6 separate regions of the Mus musculus genome follow, and all the other regions are linked to region 1. Evidence: chromatin contacts called from public Hi-C, HiChIP or PLAC-seq and promoter capture Hi-C data. All regions are on one chromosome and are shown on one strand. Each heading gives the region's core, a stretch centred on a gene start, on an enhancer-like site or on the middle of the called end of the contact. The rest is flanking DNA. Distances are from core to core; before and after follow the strand shown.

Region 1 (3,533 bases), core at 522-3,021:
TTTATTTAATAACCACACTACAGAAAGAATTCCTTCTGAGACTTTCATAGCAAGCATTCATAGAATGCTTGAGGGTCTGGAAAAGGGGGGATTTACTAAGGTGTGGGGTGAATATAGAATTAAAGGCAATTATAGCCCAAATTGTATTTAAAAGCTAGAAAAATACCATGTAAATATCTATAAAAAAAAAAAAAATCCAGAAAGACGATGGTAGGGCTTTACAATAATGAATGTCTCGATTTTTAAAACAAAAAGGGATATCTTCTTTTTTTTTTTTTTTTTTGGTTTTTCGAGACAGGGTTTCTCTGTATAGCTCTGGCTGTCCTGGAACTCACTTTGTAGACTAGGCTGGCCTTGAACTCAGAAATCTGCCTGCCTCTGCCTCCCGAGTGCTGGGATTAAAGGCATGTGCCACCACGCCCGGCCAAAAAGGGATATTTGTACAGAGTGCCTATCCCTGCTTTTAAATCTTTCACTTGTTTGTTTGTTTGTTTAGTTTTTGCTCTTGTTTTCTGAGACAGGGCTTGGTTTGAAGCCCAGGCGGGCCTAGAACCTACCTTCCACAGTCAATCTCCCAGCCTCAACTTGGCAATTGTTTGCTTTTTGTCTTGTGTTTCTGATCAGCCAATTAATTGACCTTCTCAGGGGAAACCTATCTAGTCTATCCGCACACAGCTTAAAGAGGATTGCTGTAGGCACCCTCCTTTAGCCATGCCCACACACAGTGTAAACTGAAGTGGAAACTAAGCCAAGCCTCCTTACACTTTGGCCTCTACCTCCTCCATTTAAACTCAGTAAGACCTCCTAGCCTAAATAAAACCAATGAAAGACACAGATCTCAAAGAAGACTCAGAGAATGGGTGGTATCATTGTTTCTTTTTACCTACCTCAAGGTCAGTTATACTCTTCAAGGGCCTTTGAAAGAAGAAACCCCGAACAGTATGGTTTCCCCATGACCCATAAAAAGGCATAACCCTGATCATATGATGAGCTCCAGTGCATATTCTATTCCTTTGAAGTCACATACATGTATGAGTTGATTTTGAAAGACTCTAAGGTCCAACTCTATTTATTGTATCATGACCACCACTCAAAACACATTTAATGCACTGGTATAATTTTGTGCTTAAGTTTTCCACACAGTCTCACACAACTACTGAAGACTACAGCTGACTTGGTAATTTCAAGTCTGGAATTAAAAATAAACAAACAAACAAACAAACAAACAAATAAATAAACCTTTGTGCCACCCCAGTACTGAACTTCCTTTTAAGGAAAAGCTCTCTTGAGACAGCCTACGGTGTCTGCACCACAGAGCATATCAAGACCCAAAGCTTGTGCAGCTGTCAGGAAACAAAATCCGTACTTGGTCATCTGTCCTGCCTTCACCCCTACCGAATGGGGATCTTCACTTCGTACCGCAAGAACAGGTTGACCTATGTGTTCGGTCCACTATTACCTCTCAAGGGGCGGGGCTCCGACTTAGGCTCACTTGGTAACCTTGACACCCAATTAGCAGGGTTCTGCCCCAAATCGGTCCAGCCAATCGCCGCAGGAGAGCCAAGACGAGACATGACGTCAGATAAGATTAACTCGACGCGTCACCCCGACGTCAACCTCTCCTCTGTCGGACGTCCCGTCCTGAGAGCAAAACTCCTGCGACTTTGGGCCCCGCCCCCTTGAGGTGAAGAGCAGCCAATGAGGGAGGCTCTGTGGGGATTCAGACCAATGAACAGAGTCCAGGGCGGGGTGCGGGCTCGAGGGTGGGGCGGCCCGCAGCTGTGGAAGCCCGAGGTCTAGCTGCGCGCAGTATATGACAGTACGTCAGCAGCGGGATGGCCGTAGCTGTGGCGGCGGCTGCAGGAGCCCGAGCAGCCGCGGCCGCAGTGGAGGCTGGAGCCCGAGCGGCGTCCGCGGTGGCACCCCGGGGAGTTTAAGATGGCGGCGGGGGGGGCTGCGGGACTGCGGGAGGAGCAGCGGTACGGGCTGGCGTGCGGGCGGCTGGGGCAGGACAACATCACCGTGCTGCATGTGAAGCTCACCGAGACGGCGATCCGGGCGCTGGAGACTTACCAGAGCCACAAGGTGAGCGGCCGGCCGGGCAGCGCTCGGGGAGGCGGCGGCCACTGATCTTTCTGCCGGGCGCCTGGCGCCGCGCCGGTGGGGCGCTGGCTCCCGCTGCTGCCTCCGCACCCGCCGAAGGGAACGAGGCCAGCCGCGGGCGCCGACGCCGCGGTCCGGGGCCTCTGGATCGAGGGCGCGGGCGGGCGGCCCCTTGTGGCGGGGTCGGCCTGGCCGGGGCTGCGCGGCCGCTGCGGGACTTTCCGACAGCCGCCCGCGGGGTTTCTGGCTTGTTTGGTCCGGAGGAGGAACCGGGTCCTTTGGGAGAGAAGTGTGGCGATCGCCTTACCCTCGGAGGGGGCGCACGGAGCTACCAGTAAAGAAGCGAGGGTCGGAGGCCGCGAGCGGTCAGAGTTTTCTGGGAAACGCGGAGGGATGGCTGAGTCGCTGAGCGAGGGGCAGCGGCACTCCGTGGGGGTGAAGACATAACTAGTACTCTCAGGGACTCGGAGACACTGGCACCCCTATTGCAGGCGAGAGTGTACATGGTGTACTCGGGAAGGCCGGGACACTGGCGCTGCGAGGAGGGGGAGGGGGACACACCTTGCACTCTCGGGGACTCGGGGACTCCAGCTCTGTGGGTTGGGTTCCCGGAGACACACCGCATACCGAGTGGCCGCAAACCGACACCTCATCTCCGGGAGAGACACCAGAAGACTCAAAATCAACTAGAGCCTGAAACAAGACGGCCGGGTCTGGGGAAAGGAATTCTCAGAAGCTCCGCGTAGCCGAAAGGCGCTCCGCGTCCTGTGCTGGCTCGCTGTCTGTTGGCGAGGAGCGAGCCCGAAGGTTGTGGGGAGACAGACGGCTGACTGGATGAGATTCTGCTCTTTTCCTGGGCCCCAGAGAGAGAAACCTGTGGTCTCCGCCTCATCCCATACTCTGAGCGCTTGACTCCACTAGAGGAAGAGGCTCCAAGGCACATACCCTGTAGCTGGAGTCCAAACCCAGGAACTTTCGCACAGAAAGGCACCGTAATGACAATTTAACCAGATGGGGGTATAAGGAAGCCGATTATGGGCATGTAAAAGGGGGTGGGGGAGTAGGGAGACGAAAGTGGACATGTTGTCGAAGGGAAAGACTATACCATATGGAAGAGCCAGGGGCATTTTGTTCAGAGAAAAGAAACAAACAGCTACACCCCACAGGATTTTCTAACAAGAAGTTCAGTGCCTACTAAAGAATATATTCCAATATGTCTCATAAAACAGGCACAGAGGGACTCGGACCTCACATACTTAGATAAAAGTGGAAAAAGAACTAACATCTGTTGAGCTCCTACTAGTGCCAGGCACTTTAAATGCATACAGAGAAAAATAGTCTTAGGCAGAGCCATCGTGAGAAGCAGAAACCTGGGCCAGCAGAGCTTCCAGAAGCTCCCACACACATGCACACACAGAGAGAACATAAAC
Region 2 (3,584 bases), core at 126-2,625, 360 kb before region 1:
GAACTAAGTATACACACTTTGGTCTTCCTTATTCTTGACTTTCACGGGATTTGTAAATTGTATCTTGGGTATTCTGAGTTTCTCCCTCTCCCTCTCCCTCTCCCTCTCCCTCTCCCTCTCCCTCTCCCTCTCCCTCTCCCTCTCCCTCTCCCTCTCCCTCTCCCTCTCCCTCTCCCTCTCCCTCTCCCTCTCCCTCTCCCTCTCCCTCTCCCTCTCCCTCTCCCTCTCCCTCTCCCTCTCCCTCTCCCTCTCCCTCTCCCTCTCCCTCTCCCTCTCCCTCTCCCTCTCCCTCTCCCTCCCTCTCTCTCTCTCTCTCTCTCTCTCTCTCTCTCTCTCTCTCTGCCTTTACTACCTCTTAACTCCCCTGCCCATGCCCTTAATAAACTCTATTCTATAGTACACTGTCATGTGGCTGGTCCCTTCGGGGGAAGGGATACCTCAGCATGGGCCCACTGAGGTTCCCCCTTCCCCCATACCTCATCACACCTCCATAGAACGTACCCTTTTTTTAAAATCTTTTTATAAACACATAAGAGATTAAAAAGGAGTATCATTTAATAGGACATTTGAAAACAAAGGTTTAACAGAGATTTTAAAAAGACTATTGAAATCCAATCAAAGGAACTTCACAAGAAAAAAATTATTAAATATTACCACAGATATTTGAAACCCTGTTTTCCCTTTCAGCTTCCACATTTTATGAATAAGAAAAGTCTCCCAATTCAATTTTCCTGAGTGAAAACTGGGGCTCTGAGTACTGACCTATTTTTCCCTCCTTTCAAAACACTATAACCACATATAAAATGTTTACTATGAACAATTTAATGCAATAAACTATTCACTCAATAAATTTCAGACCCTGTGCAACAACAGAACCTACTCATTTTATAAAGCAGTCCACCACCAGAACTGCAGTGTTTACCAATGTAGGAAGGGAAGGGAACACTGTCTGACATTTACCTCTCCTGCTTCCCTCAAGCTTTGCTTTGTTTATACTGCTGCCATTGTCATGAAAATCCTATCTCCTTCCCAAGCTAAGCCATTAGCAGCAGTTATGTGTCTCAGGTTGTGATAAAACACCTTGACTAAACAACCTGAGGGCTTGATTTGGCTCACAGTTCCACTGTGCAGTTCATTGATAGTTCTGGTGATACCATTGCATCTGCAGTCAGAACACAGAATGAAGACTGTTCACGCCCCACTAGAGTTCTGTTTTATTTCATCTAGGCCCTCAGCTTGTGGATACTACTCACACTCGGGGTAGGTCTTCTCACTTAAATTAATATGATCTAAAGAACCCCTCACAGATATGCCGAGTCTTATCTCTTCAGTGATTCTAGGTTCTGTCAAGCTCACAGTCAATATTAATCATTACTCCATGGCATTGCAACACTAAACCAAGCAAGCTTGGGGACAGCCACACAATAGCCACGTGATGTCCTGATGTAAAACAGATTGAAGGATAAATGTGGAAAATGCCTTTTTGCAGCATCCCTTAAATAACGAACGAGAAGTGATTCTGAAAATGTTATTTGACTTGTGTTCATATTCGCTTGTCTCTATGGTATATGGGAATCATCAGCTGTGTTCCTTATAGAATTTTTGGAAGCTCATTCTGTAAAACTCTGAGGAGCCTTAACTTACCAGAGACCCCCTGAGTAAACAACTCAGCCAGGGATGGATGCAAAAGCAAGACAAATTTTATTGTTCCAGCATGCTGTGGTCATCCTGCACAGGAAGGAGAGAGAGAGAACAACCCCACTCAGCCCATTCAGCAAGTTTTTATAGTTTTCAGAGCAGCAACCATTAGGCACAACGTGATTGGCAGAACAGTGTGACTTTTAAACTGATTGGTTTAGGGAATGAGGTGGCAAGGACTTCACTTGTCTGTAGGTGGCCAACAGTCAGTCCACAATGTGTGTACACGCTCTGCCCTTACCCCCCCCCCCCCCATACACACAAGTGGCCAAAGATCAGTGCCCTCCACCCCCTGTTATCTGAGGAAGGTAATTACCCTTTCCCTTCTGGAGGGGAGGGGTACCTAAGTGCTACATGAACTTTCTCTTCCAGGAGAGGAGGCGTCTGGTGGAATTTTCCAAAGGTCCTGAACGGACTTCTTCAATTCACAAATAAATGATTTGATAGATCTTTTTTTAAAGCCTAATTGTATATCTTTTCAACCCTAGATTTTATGGTACAATAAAACGATTGTTTCAAAGCAAAGACAAGGAATCGAGTGAAGCTTTCATTATGCAAACGGAGTTGGTAAATCCAGAATAAAACTTAAATTTCTAAATAGTTTTTGAAGATTTAGTTCATGTATTTTGAGGTATTATTATTTGATTCTTAATTTTTTCTAAATATGAGACTTGGTTTATTTTTATTTCTGTGTAAATGTGTATGTACATGTACATGTGCATGTGTGAAAGTATGTTCATGTGTGCAAATGTCTAAAGATGCCAGAAGATGGCAATGAATTTCCTTTTGATGTAATTTTATCTACTTGTTCTTAAATGAACATGCTGGGTAAATTTGAAGTCATGGGCTATAATTAACTTTGTAAGCATGACATATAAAATTTGCTGAACATTATATTACTTAAAATAGCTACTTCTTCATTATTAAGAGGAACTCCAGAGGCAGGATGTTCTAGATTTGATATCATGGATGTTGTAGTCATGAATAAACCAATCTCGTTTTTCCTACTGTTTTCCCTTCTCAGTCCTGTGTCTTGCTACCTCATTGTTTCAAGATATCAACTAATCTTCATATTTCCATTCAAATATGTAAAAATCAGTGAAGAAAATAGATAGATAGATAGATAGATAGATAGATAGATAGATAGATAGATAGATTGGTAATTCTACCAAGCTCTACTTTTCCTTCTTAAGAGCGAGGAGATCCAGCAGACTTCCCATATAAATTCATCAAAACCTAGTTGTATAGCCACTTGAAAGTGACCTCTGGCGTACCCAGTTCTGTAAAGGGACACATACAAGGGAGGTGAGATGAGCTCTATGTGTTTGTCTCTCAACTATGAGCACTGTATCAATAGATCTCTCAGACAGCTGAAAGCTGATAGGTAATATTTGAAAATAAGAATTAGTGAAAACGTGATAAGCTAACTGATACTTTATTAGAAAAGTTTGTATATTGAGTCAAAGTTCCTCTGATGGCATATTTCCCCTCTAATAACAAAACAAGGTTCCTCCATCTATAATGTTTAATTTCTAAAGTGACCAGTTTCACCTCTCCCCTGAGTTGTCTAGTCATTGAGTCATTCAATTTAACTTTGATGAGGGGCCTTCTATTTCTGAGGTTTAGCCATGTGGTTGAAGGACATTGACTCTCAGACATTTTGCTAGTACCTCTCTGAGTTTACACTACACTAAATTTAAATCAGAAAAATAAAACATAAATGGCTAAGTAAATAATTCTACTAAAATTATCTTCCTTAAAAATTTCGAAGAATTAAAAAATGTACTGACTTTTTCCAACTGGCACTTTTATTTGTGAAATCTCATAATCCCATGTGAGATTACAATATACCTCTCCTTCGTTTTTTTTCAGAAGATTGCACAGCT
Region 3 (3,743 bases), core at 1,151-3,650, 320 kb before region 1:
CTACATTATGATGTAGAATCCCAGGTAGACTACTTTGAAGAATGATTTTCATCTACTTATTCCCCAAATTCATTAATAATCAACTCCTGGCCTTCTCCATTTCTTACCCTAGAACCAAATGTAATTTTTTGGGGTTTTTTTTGTTTTTGTTTTTGTTTGTTTGTTTTTTTGAGACAGGTTTTCTCTGTATAGCCCTGGCTGTCCTGGAGCTCACTTTGTACACCAGGCTGGCCTCGAACTCAGAAATCCGCCTGCCTCTGCCATCCAAGTGCTGGGATTAAAGGCATGTGCCACCACTGCCCGGCTCGAATGTAATATTTGACATATAATGATGGCTTAAAAACTTTTTGAATGATAGATGGATACATTACAGAAAATTACAATGCAAATGCAGAGTCATGGAACAAGGGATATAGCTACAAAACAACTTCGACATCTAAACTCAGGGGACATTAAAGTGGAGGGAGTGGAAAGATAGAGGAAAGAGCCTGCAATCTGAGTGAAGATTGGAGCTGGGAGAAGATCGTGGAGTTTGCTATGACACTGTGTCTCTTAGAAATGTTAGAAGCTATACCCATAATCTCTGACCAACATGACTACCTAAACGTGAGCTGAACAAGAACAATAACATAGACAAGTTAATGTGGATGGGAGAAAGTCCATGAGACCTCACAAAGAATTACGGTCAACTAAGGAATGCAATGACTGGGAGAAATTGTCCTCCCCAGGGAAGAGCATATTAATTAGTTGTCCAATACCAAATAGCCATCCCTGAAAATATGCACGCAAGTAAATGATATACAGAGCAAATTGTATTTACATATGCATAAACATATATGCATGTAAGAACAATTAACAAAAAAGAGGCTATGGATTTGAAAGGTATCAGGAAGGATATATAGGAGAAATGTAAGGGGAATGTAAGGCTGGTTTTGTGTGTCAACTTGACACAGGCTGGAGTTATCACAGAGAAAGGAGCTTCAGTTGAGAAAATGCCTCCATGAGATCCAGCTGTAAAGCATTTTCTCAATTAGTGATCAAGTGGGGAGGTCCCCTTATGGGTGGTGCCATCCCTGGGCTGGTAGTCTTGGGTTCTGTAAGAGAGCAGGCTGAGCAAGCTAGGGGAAGCAAGCCAGTAAGTAACATCCCTCCATGGCCTCTGCATCAGCTCCTGCTTCCTGACCTGCTTGAGTTCCAGTCCTGACTTCCTTTGGTATTGAACAGCAATGTGGAAGTGTAAGCTGAATAAACCCTTACCTCCCCAACTTGCTTCTTGGTCATGCTGTTTGTGCAGGAATAGAAACCCTGACTAAGACAGGGAATGATATAATTATGTTAGAATCTCAAAAATAAAAGGAGTAATTAAAGAGAAAAATCTTGTCAAATGACATTTTTTGTTTAAAAAAGATTCAAACTAAAGCTCATATTTTAAGATATTTAAAATTTTTAGTCTTTAGACCAATAAGCTCTTTTATTCTATCAGAGATAATTATAAAAATGTCTTTACAGTGAAATCCACTAATATTTTTTCCTGACTCAAAATATTTGGATAGCTGCCTGCTACTCTCTGGAATGCTGTGCCTTTTGATGCTCTTTTAATTATGACATGACTTTGCAAAGCCACAAGTAGATGTGGATCTGCCTCAAGCTCCTTGAAGTTTGTGGTATTTTTAGTCCAAAAAAAAGCTTTCCTTTAATATGTTGAACTTGAGGCTTCCCTGAGACTGCGACTTCTATGTTGTGGATGCCAACAACCCCTTTTAAAGAGTCGTGGAAATTGAGCCACAGAAGAGCTGAGCAGTTTCCCTCATCCACAGGGTTCATAAGTGATGAAAGGGGGTTTTGATGTCAGAGTAGAGCAGTCTTGACACATACTATTAGAGGTGTAAGAGGAAAGTACCTGTTTAGCTTCTAACAATCAATAGAGTTGGTGCTGAATGACTTCCTGTGTATCTTACAGCTTCTATGGCATGACTCTCAGAGAGCAGGCATGAGAAGGAATACTTGTCTGTGCATTTATCCTATCGTATTATTGAATACTTGGGATGGTCTCTAAGTATAAAGACTTCCAACTGTCACTTTTTTTCTTGATAAGTACAGCACATAGAAATGTGTTCCAGTCTCCCAGGTTCCTTTTCCGTTAACTCAAATGGTGGTGACCTGGACTCCACCATGTGCTGACTTTGAATTCCCCAGCCTGAACAACGGTCAGTTTGATGAGATAGGAAGTAGACTCTCCCGTGGAGAGGGGTACTGGTTTCTTTCTTAATCATTCTGGAGGGGTATTTGACACCCCATGACATTCTCTCCAATAGAATAACTGGAAAGGAGGTGGCAGTTAAGACTAAAAGCTGTCGTTTGGAGCACAGGTATGGGAGGTCTATGAATGTACAGCCTTGTGCTATGATTGCAGAACAGCCTAGTACCCATGACTACCACACTGGCACTCAGCTACAACCCACAAAGCTTATTGTTTTATTTTAAACTTTGTGTTTCATAAACATGTCAAGGACTGTAGTGGCTTCATTTGTTATCATAATTAGTAGTAATAGTAACATTAATTAAAGTTTAAACTCCTTTCTAAAGGGATTATTACATTTAAAAAGAAGTTATTGAACAAGGAAGGAAAAGTCTGCCAAACAGCCAAGCCTGGGAAGAGTAAAGTTCACTGAATGCTCAAACAAAGGGAGAAATAACAGCACTCACATTTTCCCAGTAAGATTATGTAACCTGTGCTGAAAGTTCAGTCTACTGTAGGTGGAGATGATGACACTACTTCGTTTGTGCTCCACTAGGATGTTAAGGTTAAAATAGGCATTGTCTAAAAATAACTACCAAAGAAACAGTTCTATTTCTTTTCACCAAAAGCCACAATTCTAAATATTTTTAAAGAATCCTAATGTTTTCATTTACTGTTTTTTGTTTGTTTTATTTGTTTTGTTTTTCTGAGACATAGTCTCATTGTATAGCCTAGACTATTTACATATCTCTGTTCCCCAGGGTCTAGGACTACAAGTACATGCCACCATGCTTGACTTAGTTTTTTATTTCCTTATTATATCATGTGAGTCCTTAAGTCTCATTTTGGAAATAAAGTACAAGATAGATTTTTAAATAGAAACCAACATTCCAAAATATACACAATATTTAATGGGAGGTTTCCTTTTATCTAAAGCATTGATCCACTTAATATTATAACTAACTTGGGGAAAAAACATTATTTGAAGATATGTTCACTTATATTTGCTTCAGTGTAATTAGATGAGTCTCTCTTATCAGTTTGCCAGAAGAAAAGGGAAGACATTCTACTCTTATTAAAGAGGTACATATGCTGCAATTTATTCTTTTTAAAAAGCTTTCCTAGGATTTGTCCATTTTTATGTGTTTCACCTAGATGAATCCGTACAACTCATGCTTGCAGAAGCTGTAGAGACCAGAAGTAATTATTAGATTTCATGGAACAGGAGATAGATATGGTTATGAGCCACATTTTGTTCTTTGGGATCGAACCTGCGTCCTCTGGAAGAACAGCCAATGCTGTTAACACCCGAGTCCCCTCTCTAGACTGCAAATTTTTTTTCTTTATATTTGTCACAGCACAAGAGCCAAGCATAGAAGTTCTTTAACTTCAGACACAAATAGCAAATTCTTTCTGAAGAACAGAAGATCTATATTCAATATTATGAGTGGAAAACTATATATCGATCTTTAAATATAAAGGTGCTATCTCTCTCTCCCCTCCA
Region 4 (3,841 bases), core at 680-3,179, 340 kb before region 1:
TATGGGGGACTTTTGGTATAGCATTGCAAATGTAAATGAGCGAAATACCTAATAAAAAATGGAAAAAAAAAAAAAAAACCTGACAAGGCATCTGTTCCTTGTTAGAAACAGCAATTAAATTGATTATTACAGAATACTGATATTTGGCCTATTGCATAGCAAACTTTTTAGGTAAAATTGATAAACATTATCCAAAAGATAAGATTGCTTCTATGCATGCTTTTGTATTTTCTGTAAATTTATGCATGCATGCATGCATCCCATAAAGAATACATCTACTGTATTTAAAAACAGCCCTTCTATGGGAGAAAAGTATATGTGATTGGATCACATGTTTATTCTTTTGAGTTACCTGCTGCTTCAGCACAGATAATTGAATTGTGTGCTGTAGCCTGTGTTTTGAAATGTTGAAAAAATCAAGCTTTAATTTGTATACTAATAGTCGATATATATGTATATACAAATTAAAGCTTGATTGTCTCTCTATACATAGCTATAGCTCAGGGCTTACAATTGCTTGAAATTGGTTATTTCTTAGATACTACAAATTCTTAAATTTGCAATTGTTTACTCATATACAACTCAAGTTAAGAAAAAAAAATACTGTTCCTTTAAAGGACTGTCTTTGGACATTTAAGAACTCATTCTAAATTGCCTGGACAAGACCTCTTAAAACAATGCCACCCCAAATTTACATCCCAGACAGATTATAGGCCTTACACAAGAATAATTGTCCATATTATCTCATTCTTTACATCATCAAAATAGTAGTGGCTTGAGATAATAATTTGGTATTTTTTAGAGAATGTGCATGTCAAATTGTAAAGAATTGTTCTCATTGTCCTCAGTTTCTACCTGTTCAATATAATTGTGTTAATTCTTGAGGACTTATACTTAATCAATTATTGCAAATGAATACTCATATTTCTGATTTTTAAAAAGTAAAATATGCACATGTGACTATTGATACCTTTTCAGGCTTTCTAGTTGCAACTGCTCTAACAAGAGAAGCAACTAAAAGTGTAATTAGTCATGGCCTATCTTAATATTTTTTGTATTCTTGGTGTTCCAAATTAGATTAAAACAGATATTGGAACTGGCTATTAAAGTCAAATATTTGAGATGTTTTGTGAACAATTTAATGTTACCCATGTTACTGAGATTTTTTTATATTTCTCAAGGACAGGGTATTGTGGAACTTTAAAATTATATCTTCTTTAAAAACAATAAAGGGGGAAATTATATCCCCATGTACATTATTTAAATCACACTTTTTATTTTTTTAAATTTTAAAATATTGGATGCCAAAGAACTCCTTGTTAAGTGCCTTACAGTATCTTAACACTAGGCATACTCATGCCTAGGTGAGATGGAGGATCCACTTATTGGTATATGGCATGATCCTGATCATATATTTAATATGGGGAAGAGGGCACATTTGTGTTTTTTTCCATAGAATGCTGTAGGAGCATGGCAGTTGCCAGAATGATTCGTGTGACAGACTGATCTGTGAGCTTGCTTAGTGCCCTGACAATGGTGATAAGAAAGCTGTATTGGGTTTGGGTTCTTGACCCACCTTTGCTTGGCTTTGTCCCAGATTAGACAAGCTAAGCTGCCTTGCTTCAAGCTTTTTAACCTGTGGGACAGAGAACATAAGTGACTGTGGAAACCGACTTCGAAAAATTAATCAAAAGGAGGAGTGTAGAATCCAAAATAAATTCAAGACCACCTAGCCCCTTCCCCCTCTGAAGGGACTTTCCAAACTATATAGTTTTACCAAGTCTACAGCTGCCAAAACAAGATTAGCTGTTCTTGGAAAAATAACCATAACAAAAATAACAGTTCTCAGAAAAATTCTTCTGCCCTGCCTCACACTAAATTCCAAGAAAAACCACAAGGGCAGGCAGAGTGAGTCACTAGGCCAAAGGTAGTCACCCTATGAGAACCAACCAATGCCTGAAAGGGTTACTTGCTGCACCATTAGAGAAAGCCAGCTAGCCCTGTTGCCTAAATCTGCCCCTTACAATGAATAAAAAGTGTGTTCTTTCTTTGTTTGGGGTCTCTCTTCTTGCCTGCATACTGAGGGGGGTCCCCAACACATTGGATCAATAAAAAAACCTCTTGCAGTTTGCAGCAATGTCGATCTCTGTGGTCTTTGTTAGTGAGGGTCTTTTGGCGGACTCCAACAGGAATTATAATGACTCTTCTCTTTCCTTTAATGTGACCAGTTATTCTGACTCAATCATGGACTGCTCTAGTAATAAATCCAATATTAGAGAGTCCTATTATGAAGATAGCTAAAAACCTTTTAGCCAGCAGAGTTAACTTGGAGCATAACCTATTTACATGAGAAGTAACAGCTTTTCTGTTGATTCTCAAAGTCACCTGCCCCACACAAGGAGGCCAGAGTTTGGGCTTTATCATTGCTAATTTGCAACTGAATAGAGTACCTGGACTTATGGACAGACAAACTTAATCATGTTGCTTTCAACTTTGGGTTTGCATTTCAAGCAGGTCGGTTACCTCCATGCAGGATCACCTTCAGCAAGTGCAGATGGCAGAAATTCAGCTATATGAAGAGATGCATTGAGTGTATATTGTGGCTTTCCTCTGATTGGGAAAAGGGTGTGCAATGAGGGCCAGCAGCCAAGGATGGGCCACTGTATCTATGGCTTATTTCAATCTAAGACAGAGGCATGTGCCAAGAAGCAAAAGCAAGAAGTTTGTTCATAATAACACCAAAGAGCCGTGTTTGTGCAAATAAATACATATAAGCTGCATGTATTCTCCAGGACAGATAAGAATAAGTCCAATAGATTCAGTCCTAAGAGAGGCACAGGCACAAGCCACCATAATTCCCAGGCAGGACCATGGAGCCTATACCCCAGTCCAGCTAATTTTTTATTAAATAACTAGAGAGGAATTATAGCCTCCCCTAGCCTTGAGCAGGCTGGCGCAGACCTGTTCTGCCACTGTCAGCTAGCCCACCTAGGGTAGCGTCCTCAGACCTAGATAGGTCTATTGTTCTGTCATAACTGCGGTTTTCTGCAAGACAACGCTACCTGCTACCCGCTGAGAGGCTGAACCTGTCTTCCTGAGGCAATCCTGAATAAGCAACAGCCTGGTAACAGAGTGAAGAGAGCCTGGTGACAAGGTGACAAAGCATTGAGAGCCTGGCATGGTGGGGGATGGGCTCAGACTCTCTCTTTTTTTTTTTTTTTTTAGAAGGCAGCTGTTTAATCACCTCCTTGGATACACTCAAGGATAACTCACACTTGGCAGCCACATAGAGTGGCTGGAAACAAGGGGCCTTGATCAGTATCTTTGTCTTGGTTTCCTATTTCTCTCGCTGTCTCTTTCCCATACAGCCCCAGCCTCCCTTTCAGGAACCCCGTTTGTGTAGCTGTGGGCAACTAAACCAATGGATGGTTTTAGCTCCTTTGTCAAAGATCAGGTGACCATAGGTGTAGGGGGTCATTTCTGGGTCTTCAATTCTATTCCATTGATCTATCTGTCACTGTACCAATACCATATAGTTTTTATCACAATTGCTCTGTAGTACAGCTTGAGGTTGGGGATGGTGATTCAACCCGAGGTTCTTTTATTGTTGAGAATACTTTTTGCTATTCTAGGTTTTTCGTTATTCCAGATGAATTTGCAAATTGCCTTTTCTAACTCTGTGAAGAATTGAGTTGGAATTTTGATGGGGATTGCATTGAATCTGTAGATTGCTTTGGTAGGATAGCCATTGCTCCAATTGCTCCAGTTAAGACTTCAAGTACTATATTGAATATGTAGAGAGAGAGTGGGCAACATTGCCTAGTCCCTGATTTTAGGGGGA
Region 5 (3,434 bases), core at 927-3,426, 270 kb before region 1:
ATATTATTCACCCGTAAAAAGCAACAAAATAATGATGACTGTTAATAAAATGGAGGAACTCTGGTGTCAGGCTAAGCAAGCCACAGACAAGTGATTATATACTATTATGTAGCATCCCTTATGTTAAATGGCTATGGCATGAAACTCTATGAAAATAGAAACCAATTTAATAGTTACTCTTCATAGTGAACTATAGCTACTAAAGCTGTTGATTTAAAAATACTATGCCCCTCCTTAGAATTGGGAACAAAACACCCATGGAAGGAGCTACAGAGACAAAGTTTGGAGCTGAGATGAAAGGATGGACCATGTAGTGACTGCTATATCCAGGGATCCACCCCATAATCAGCATCCAAACGCTGACACCATTACATACACTAGCAAGATTTTATCGAAAGAACCCAGATATAGCTGTCTCTTGTGAGACTATGCCGGGGCCTAGCAAACACAGAAGTGGATGCTCACAGTCAGCTAATGGATGGATCACAGGGCTCCCAATGGAGGAGCTAGAGAAATTACCCAAGGAGCTAAAGGGATCTGCAACCCTATAGGTGGAACAAGATTATGAACTAACCAGTACCCTGGAGCTCTTGACTCTAGCTGCATATGTATCAAAAGATGGCCTAGTCGGCCATCACTGGAAAGAGAGGCCCATTGGACACGCAAATTTTATATACCCCAGTACAGGGGAACGCCAGGGCCAAAAAGGGGGAGTGGGTGGGTAGGGGAGTGGGGGTGGGTGGGTATGGGGGACTTTTGGTATAGCATTGGAAAAGTAAATGAGCTAAATACCTAATAAGAAATGGGGAAAAAATAAAATAAAGTCTGTTTTACAAAAGGCATAGAAAACAAATGTGAAGTGGGGAAGTAACAGTGTACTAAATTTTAGTGAAATTTTAAAATATATATTAAAGTGTAAGTTTGAAGTACATATTTTGTAAGTTTACAACATACCCTCCTAAAATAGTTTATAGTATGTGCTTGAGCTTAAAACAAACATGCAATGTGTATGTATCTACCCAGAATGTTTAAAAAAGGATGTGAAATTGCTGAATAAATAGCAGAACAAAGCATTCACTTCAAGGTGTAAAGGGAGCACATGTTTTATTATGTTGCTTTACACAATTAAGCATTTCTTAAGTTACTTAATAAATAATTATTTTTGTAATTTATGATAGGGAAAGGGGATCATTTTAAGGACAATTATATGCTCTTCAGAAACACACCACTCATTTTGATGATGTCACTCTCAGGAAGGGACCCAGGAACCGGTTCTTACTCATGGCTCCTAGTACCCTAATGCCTTGGTCTTCCCTGCTTGTTTGGCTTTTAAAGAGGTCACCTCAGGACCTTTGAAAAATTCCACCAGCCCCCCCCCCCAACACAAAGAACCCCTCCCCTCCTGGAAGAGAGAAGTCATGAGGCACATAGGCACCCCTCCCTTCTGGAAGGGAGGGGCTGATTACATTCCTCAGAAAGACAAGGGGAACTGACCATTGGCCACCTGCAAATAAGGGAAGCCCTTGCTACCTCATTCCCTAAGGACTAATTAGTTTAAAAGTCACACTGTTCTGCCTATCACATTGTGCTTAGTAGCTGTTTCTCTTTTCTACCCCTGAAAAATGATAAAAACTGGCCAAACCAGCTGCCCGGGGTCTGCTCCACTCTTTTGGATGCAGGACAACCCCAGCACTCTGGAACAATAAAGTCCCCTTGCTTTTGCATTGATCTTTGGTTCCACATGGTTCATTTTGGGGGAAGGTGGGGTCCCCAGGAGCTACAGTTGGTGCATTGGCCAGGAATTGACCCCATGTGGGTGACACACCTGAGAGTGGTGAATAGGAGGAACGGCTCAATCAAATATCTCGATTCTCGTCTGTCTTGCTGTTTGTCAAAGTCTGAGTTTGTAAGTCTATTTGAACTTTCAGTTTGCTTGCAAGTGGCAGGGTGGTGATGGTGGAGAGACTACGGTGTCTGGTGTGGTCAAATGTGGCAGGCAGACGTGCCTTAATATCATGACCACAGGGAGTCTGGAGGGTGCTTCAGGCCCACCCTGACCCCCAGAAGGAGTCAAGAGGACGCTGCTCCTTTTGGAAACAGCAAGACAGTACTGGCAGGAGCTAAGTCTTGCTATATCCTGGTTTCAGTGTCAGTAGAAGGGACAAACTGTCTGTAACTGCCTGTGGAAGGGGCGAACTGTGTTTTGATTGTCTTTCTCTGTGTTTATTAGTGTTGGTTATCTCATTCTGTGTTCTTGGACTTTGACTGATGACATTTTTGGACATTGGACATTAAACATCCTAGTTAACCATTGGAGGAGAAAACTTGTAAGTAGTAGTAAAGAAGGGAAAGTTTAGTTATTCTCTGCTTCACCAAATGGCCCACCTTCAGAGTAGACTGGCCACCCATAGGGACCTTGGACTTGCAGGTGATCATAGCAGTAGAAGAAAGAGTCTTTAGGCCAGGATCCCTCAGGCACTCAGACCAAGTGCCCTATATAGTTACCTGGAAGAATCTAGTGGAGGGCTCCCCCACCCCCATGGATAAAAGCCTTTCTTTCCCCAAGACCTACCTCTCAGGTTCTGGCCATCAGGAAAAAGGAAGCACGGGAGGAGGAATCCAGACCTGACAAGTTGATCCTCCAAGACCCTTCAACAGTGGACCTGTTGCTCCTCCTCCATATCCCCCTATCCTTGTCCCCATGGTCCTGCCAGTGCCAGCACTGGCTCCAGGATCCTTAGCCCATACAGAACCAGAGCCATTATATCTCCCTTTACCAGAGGGAGGAGCAGGAGGAGACCCCCAACTTCCGGGCCCCACTATGGGGACCCAGAGTCTGAGAGCCACCTACCCTGATACCATGATGGCTCTCCAGCTGAGGGCATAAGGACCTCTAGAAAAGGGCAACGAGGCAATTCAATATTGGCCCTTCTCTTTAGCCGACTTGTACAAATGCAAGGCCCAACCCCCCCTCCCCCGCCCCCAGATAAGGGCTGATTAATCTCTTTGAGACTGCTTTATTTATTCATCAGCCCTCCTGGGATGATATCCAACAACTCATGAGAGTGTTCTTCATGACTAAAGAGTGAATGAGAATAATGCAAGAAGCCAGAAAGAATGCACCTTTGGACACGGGGGTACCATCGATTGAGCAGGCTGTTGTTGACAGTGTGTTTCCATTGACTAGACCTGACTGGGACTTTAATTTGGCAGAAGGTAAGGAACACATGAAGGTCTACTACCAGACTCCATTGGCAGGTGCATGACGATCCACAAATTTGACCAAGGTACGTGAGGTTAAGCAGGGACTAGATGAGCTGCCGACAGCCTTTCTAGAGTGGATCATAGAGGCAATCCACCAGTATACACCCTATGATCCCAGCAGCAGGGAACAGAAAGCTACTGTGAGTGTGGCTTTTATAGACCAATCTAGT
Region 6 (3,847 bases), core at 554-3,053, 430 kb before region 1:
ACACGCCCTTACCTAATGTGGTGATAACTTCGTTGTCAACTTGATTGCATCAGGAATTAAGATAAATTTGATTTTATTTCATTAGATACATCAGCATTTTCAACAGAATCTAGAATAAAAGTAGATCAAGTTTCAATTCAAAATATTTATGTTCAATATATAGTTGAGGCTTCAGGGGGGCCACTTAATATCGCAGAGAAGGATGCTTAGGTATATATATATATATATATATATATATATAAAGTGATATATGTGTGTGTGTATGTGTATATATATACATACATACATACATACATACATACATACATACATACATACATACATACATATATATAACTTTTCCCAATCATTTTCTTGATGAGTTCATTTCTCATCACCTCACATTTTGGTAAAGCAAAGATCTGATGGGTCCCTTGAATGAAGAATTTCACTTTATATCATGGAATAGGAACTGAGGGATTTTGATATTGTCCTAGGACTACTCCTTTGTAATCAGCATCTCACCATCTCTTTGAAGCCACAATGTTTTATTTGTGTTTGCAATGCTCACACTGGGGTAGAGGTTGACAGAGGCTCTGTCTTCTCATATGCTAGTCAGGAAGGCAAGACGATGAGACATAAAGGAATGGGGAGAATGATCCTGAAAGAATTCTCACTTAGGCCTGCAAATGGTGGAATAGATATTTTGTTCATCTGGTAAAAAAAGAAAAAAAAATCCTGTGTCATTCCATGTGAAAGAAAACAGCTAAAGGAGAAGAAGAAGAAGAAAAAAGACAAAAAACGGAAAACCACATACACAAAAGAGGAAAGGAGCTGTACCACTTGAATGGGATCTTTAGTTAAAGAAAAAAAAGCCAAGTTTGATGTTGGAAATGAGAAAACAAGTTAGGGTTTTAATATAAGTTGATTAATTTTAAATAAGGACCTTAGGAAGAGAGAATATTCCAGAAAATACTTAATACTTGAAGTTAAATTACTGTTTATTTTAGTATTTATATTATATACAAATTTATTTTCTCCTAACAAACTGCAAAGGAACTAAACCATGAGATGAGGTTAATCCAGAAAGTGGAATGGACTGAAGCCATGGAAATGATAACAGCAATTACTTTGAAAAATACTTGTCCTCATGTTGAGACTATTAAATTGAATTTCAAGTTATGTGATCTTGATCTTGACATCTAGCCTTCTTAGTGTTAAACAACAAAATGCAAGGTTTTTCCTTACTTTGGATAAATTAAATTCTTTCAGAGAAGCAAATTTATGAGAAATTAATTTGGGGGTTGTTAATTTTTTTAATTAATTAATTTACTTTACATCCTGATATCATCCTACCTCTTCCAGCAAGCCCTCCTCTCACAGCTCCTCCCTCATCCCTCCCTTCCCTTCTCCTCTGACAACCTTTAACCCCCTCAGTACTACATACACACACACACCTAGCACATCAGTCAATGAAGGACTACAGGCTTCTTCTCTCACTGAGGCCTGACAAGGTGTTAGGGAAACGGGATCCACAGGTTGGCAGCAAATTCAGGGACAGCCCCCACTCCAGTTGTTGAGGGACCTGCAGGGAAACCAAACTGCATATCTGCTACACAAGTGCAGGGGGTCTAGGTCCAGCTCATGCCCACTGTTTGATTGGTGATGCAGTTAAACTTTAAGGGCAGTTCATTGTAGATAGTATTGGTTACTGTCGCAAATAAGAGGAACATCAGGTCACACCATAGTGCACTTCCTGGCCCTCTCTCTAGAGGCTCTTCCTCTTCAAAAACACCTTACCAGTTCCTTTAACTTGTGTTCTTGAGACAGGGAGCAGCGAAGGATGGTTATCTAAACAAGTTCTCAGAGCCCATCCATGCCCTTTGTCCCTTCACAATAGATTGCAATACCCTATCTCTGTTAGACAGACTTGGGGATTCTTTCTTTACTTCAGCTGCCTAACAGCAGCTAGAAACTACATAAGGGATATTCAAGATGTTTTAGAATGGAGTAAGAGACTCCACATAATAGGAAATGTCACGTTTAAAATGATGTAGGCTAATAGAATGAATATCTAAATGAATCTGCACTCCATTGCCTTAGTTGTGTGGAACTGAGTAAGTCTTCTTAGCCATCTTTTTGGTAGCATTTCTTACAGTCAGCTTTTAGGTGAGGTGTTAATATGTGAAAACAAAGACTGTGCTGAGCTTTCCAGCTTCACTATATAATTTAGCTGTAACAACCCAGGGTAAGAAAGAAGGGATTTTCTATTCTCTTTGTTCAAAGACAAACACTCAAAGTATGCTTTTAACATTATTCAAGAAATTATATAAGATGAGTTGAGGATAACCACTATCAAAGGATAATATTTAATATGTAACACAAATATGGCTTAATTTCATTTTCTCCTAATCCAGAACAGAATAAAGCACCAAGTAATTCATAAAAAGAAATTATGCTCAGCTTGCAGAGGGTTACAGGGTAAAGGAAAAGAAAGTGTTTACTCCAAAAACATAAAAAAAGGAATATTATAATTAGGATTTAGAATATACTCTCTCCTAGATATTTCCGATGCAGATTAAAATTAATCTATTTGAAAAGGGTGATCCCTATATCAGTAGCTTTATTCCAACAGAAGGCTTTAGGTTAAGATGAGATGCTGGAGCTATTTTTATTAATTAATTAACATTCCAGATGCTGCCCCCAATTTCTATCTCCCCTCCCACAGTTCTTCATCCCATTCCTCCCCCTTCTTGCCTCCGAGAGGGTGCTCACATGTCAAACCCTGACACCAGGCATCCCCCTTCTCTGAGTCCTCAAGTCTCTTGAGGATTAGGTTCACCTTCTCCCACCTAGGCTAGACTAGACAATCCTCTACTGTTTATGTGCCAGGGTTCTCAGACCAGCCCATGTATGCTCAGTCTCTGGGAGCTTTGAGGGATCTGGGTTAGTTGAGACTGCTCCTATGGGTCATCTTCTCTTCAGCTTCTTCAATCCTTTCCAATTCAACCATAGAGGTCCCTGACTTCAATCCAATGGTTAGGTGTAAGTATCTCCATCTGTGTCAGTCAGCTGCTGGTTGGGCCTCTCAGAGGACAGCCATGCTAGGCTCCTGTCTGTAAGCACAGTAATGGTGTAAGGCCTTGGTCCACCCACTCCACCCAACCCCCGCCTGCCACCAGATGGATCCCAAGTTAGGCCAGTCACTGGACCGTCTTTCCTTCAGTGTCTTCTCCATTTTGTCCTCAAAGTTCTCTTAGACAGAAACAATTCTGTTCAGAAATTTTGACTGTGGGTTGGTAACCCCATCTGTCCAATTGAGGCCACGTCTATTTACTGGAGGTGGACTCTTCCAGGTTCCTCTCCCCATTGTTGGGCATGTTGGCTAAGGTCCAGTGAGTCCTGAGAGTCTCTTACCTCCTAGGTCTCTGGGACTTCCTAGAGGTTTCCCCCACCCCCAGAGCCTGCATATTTCTTCATTCTCCTGGCAATCTGGGCATCTCTCCTGCCCTCTGCCCAATACCTGATTCTGTTCCCTCTTTCTGCTCCTTCATCCCTCTCCCACCCAGATTCCTCCCTCCCTCTGCCTCCCATGATTATTTTGTTCCCCCTTAGTGTAATTGAAGTATCCTCACTTTGACCTTCCTGCTTGTTAAATTTCTTACAGCCTATGGGTTGTATCCCAGGTATTTTGGACTTTTTGACTAATATTCACTTATCAGCCAAAAGGACATGTCCTTTGGGTCTGGGTTACCTCAGTCAGGATGATATTTTCTAGTTCCATCAGTTGACTGGAAAATTCATGATGTCCTCGTTTTAAGTGGTAAAGGAACCGTATTTTCTGGATCTATGCTTCAGATGAGGGGTA

What was found. Promoter capture Hi-C pulls out the DNA fragments that hold promoters and counts their contacts. A called contact is a pair of places that touch in the nucleus more often than the background predicts. HiChIP or PLAC-seq counts read pairs in DNA pulled down with a chosen protein or histone mark.
Region 2: an H3K4me3 HiChIP or PLAC-seq map of bone marrow-derived macrophages shows a contact between it and region 1, with 6 times the contacts expected there. The contact joins the enhancer-like site here to the promoter of Ell2 in region 1. A contact is called at or near these places in 12 of 39 promoter capture datasets (the 3T3-L1 cell line, 3T3-L1-derived adipocytes, the C10 cell line and 6 more), 1 of 15 datasets of contacts at CTCF or cohesin (pro-B cells), 3 of 484 Hi-C or Micro-C datasets (the G1E-ER4 cell line and bone marrow-derived macrophages), 8 of 115 datasets of contacts at active chromatin or transcription factors (the 230-238 cell line, bone marrow-derived macrophages, large pre-B cells and 2 more) and 3 of 9 other capture datasets (bone marrow-derived macrophages, liver and pancreatic islet).
Region 3: a contact with region 1 is called in a promoter capture Hi-C map of liver, with 6 times the contacts expected there. The contact joins the enhancer-like site here to the promoter of Ell2 in region 1. A contact is called at or near these places in 10 of 39 promoter capture datasets (the 3T3-L1 cell line, 3T3-L1-derived adipocytes, the C10 cell line and 4 more), 1 of 15 datasets of contacts at CTCF or cohesin (pro-B cells), 1 of 484 Hi-C or Micro-C datasets (the G1E-ER4 cell line) and 10 of 115 datasets of contacts at active chromatin or transcription factors (the 230-238 cell line, bone marrow-derived macrophages, embryonic forebrain and 7 more).
Region 4: a contact with region 1 is called in an H3K4me3 HiChIP or PLAC-seq map of the 230-238 cell line, with 19 read pairs. The contact joins the enhancer-like site here to the promoter of Ell2 in region 1. A contact is called at or near these places in 7 of 39 promoter capture datasets (the 3T3-L1 cell line, 3T3-L1-derived adipocytes, the C10 cell line and 1 more), 2 of 15 datasets of contacts at CTCF or cohesin (large pre-B cells and pro-B cells), 5 of 484 Hi-C or Micro-C datasets (the G1E-ER4 cell line, embryonic fibroblasts and embryonic stem cells) and 10 of 115 datasets of contacts at active chromatin or transcription factors (the 230-238 cell line, bone marrow-derived macrophages, embryonic forebrain and 5 more).
Region 5: a contact with region 1 is called in a Hi-C map of liver, with 5 times the contacts expected there. The contact joins the enhancer-like site here to the promoter of Ell2 in region 1. A contact is called at or near these places in 6 of 39 promoter capture datasets (the 3T3-L1 cell line, the C10 cell line, cranial neural crest and 1 more), 3 of 484 Hi-C or Micro-C datasets (cortical neurons and liver), 6 of 115 datasets of contacts at active chromatin or transcription factors (the 230-238 cell line, epiblast stem cells, large pre-B cells and 2 more) and 1 of 9 other capture datasets (pancreatic islet).
Region 6: an H3K27ac HiChIP or PLAC-seq map of extraembryonic endoderm stem cells shows a contact between it and region 1, with 10 times the contacts expected there. The contact joins the enhancer-like site here to the promoter of Ell2 in region 1. A contact is called at or near these places in 7 of 39 promoter capture datasets (the 3T3-L1 cell line, 3T3-L1-derived adipocytes, the C10 cell line and 3 more), 1 of 15 datasets of contacts at CTCF or cohesin (pro-B cells), 1 of 484 Hi-C or Micro-C datasets (3T3-L1-derived adipocytes) and 8 of 115 datasets of contacts at active chromatin or transcription factors (the 230-238 cell line, bone marrow-derived macrophages, embryonic stem cells and 4 more).

The regions. Positions count from the first base shown.
Region 1 is chr13:75,705,713-75,709,245 of GRCm38.p6, forward strand. It overlaps Ell2 (elongation factor for RNA polymerase II 2), which reads left to right and starts at 1,772. Exons shown (of 12, transcript NM_138953.2): 1 at 1,772-2,085. The coding sequence starts at 1,939. It overlaps 1700037F03Rik (a long non-coding RNA gene), which reads right to left and starts at 1,445. Exons shown (of 3, transcript XR_873683.1): 1 at 1,367-1,445.
Region 2 is chr13:75,342,231-75,345,814 of GRCm38.p6, forward strand. No RefSeq gene overlaps it. Among named protein-coding and RNA genes, the nearest start is that of Pcsk1, 250 kb to the left of the region's middle. Within about 2 kb of position 1,376, at least 5 of the 459 cell types and tissues checked have an H3K27ac peak or open chromatin away from gene starts, as enhancers often do. A contact at or near this core is called in bone marrow-derived macrophages and liver, where this site is marked.
Region 3 is chr13:75,382,426-75,386,168 of GRCm38.p6, forward strand. No RefSeq gene overlaps it. Among named protein-coding and RNA genes, the nearest start is that of Mir682, 260 kb to the right of the region's middle. Within about 2 kb of position 2,401, at least 7 of the 459 cell types and tissues checked have an H3K27ac peak or open chromatin away from gene starts, as enhancers often do. A contact at or near this core is called in hepatocytes and liver, where this site is marked.
Region 4 is chr13:75,365,387-75,369,227 of GRCm38.p6, forward strand. No RefSeq gene overlaps it. Among named protein-coding and RNA genes, the nearest start is that of Pcsk1, 280 kb to the left of the region's middle. Within about 2 kb of position 1,930, at least 33 of the 459 cell types and tissues checked have an H3K27ac peak or open chromatin away from gene starts, as enhancers often do. A contact at or near this core is called in the 230-238 cell line, the G1E-ER4 cell line and embryonic fibroblasts, where this site is marked.
Region 5 is chr13:75,437,100-75,440,533 of GRCm38.p6, forward strand. No RefSeq gene overlaps it. Among named protein-coding and RNA genes, the nearest start is that of Mir682, 210 kb to the right of the region's middle. Within about 2 kb of position 2,177, at least 4 of the 459 cell types and tissues checked have an H3K27ac peak or open chromatin away from gene starts, as enhancers often do. A contact at or near this core is called in liver, where this site is marked.
Region 6 is chr13:75,279,903-75,283,749 of GRCm38.p6, forward strand. No RefSeq gene overlaps it. Among named protein-coding and RNA genes, the nearest start is that of Pcsk1, 190 kb to the left of the region's middle. Within about 2 kb of position 1,804, at least 1 of the 459 cell types and tissues checked has an H3K27ac peak or open chromatin away from gene starts, as enhancers often do. A contact at or near this core is called in extraembryonic endoderm stem cells, where this site is marked.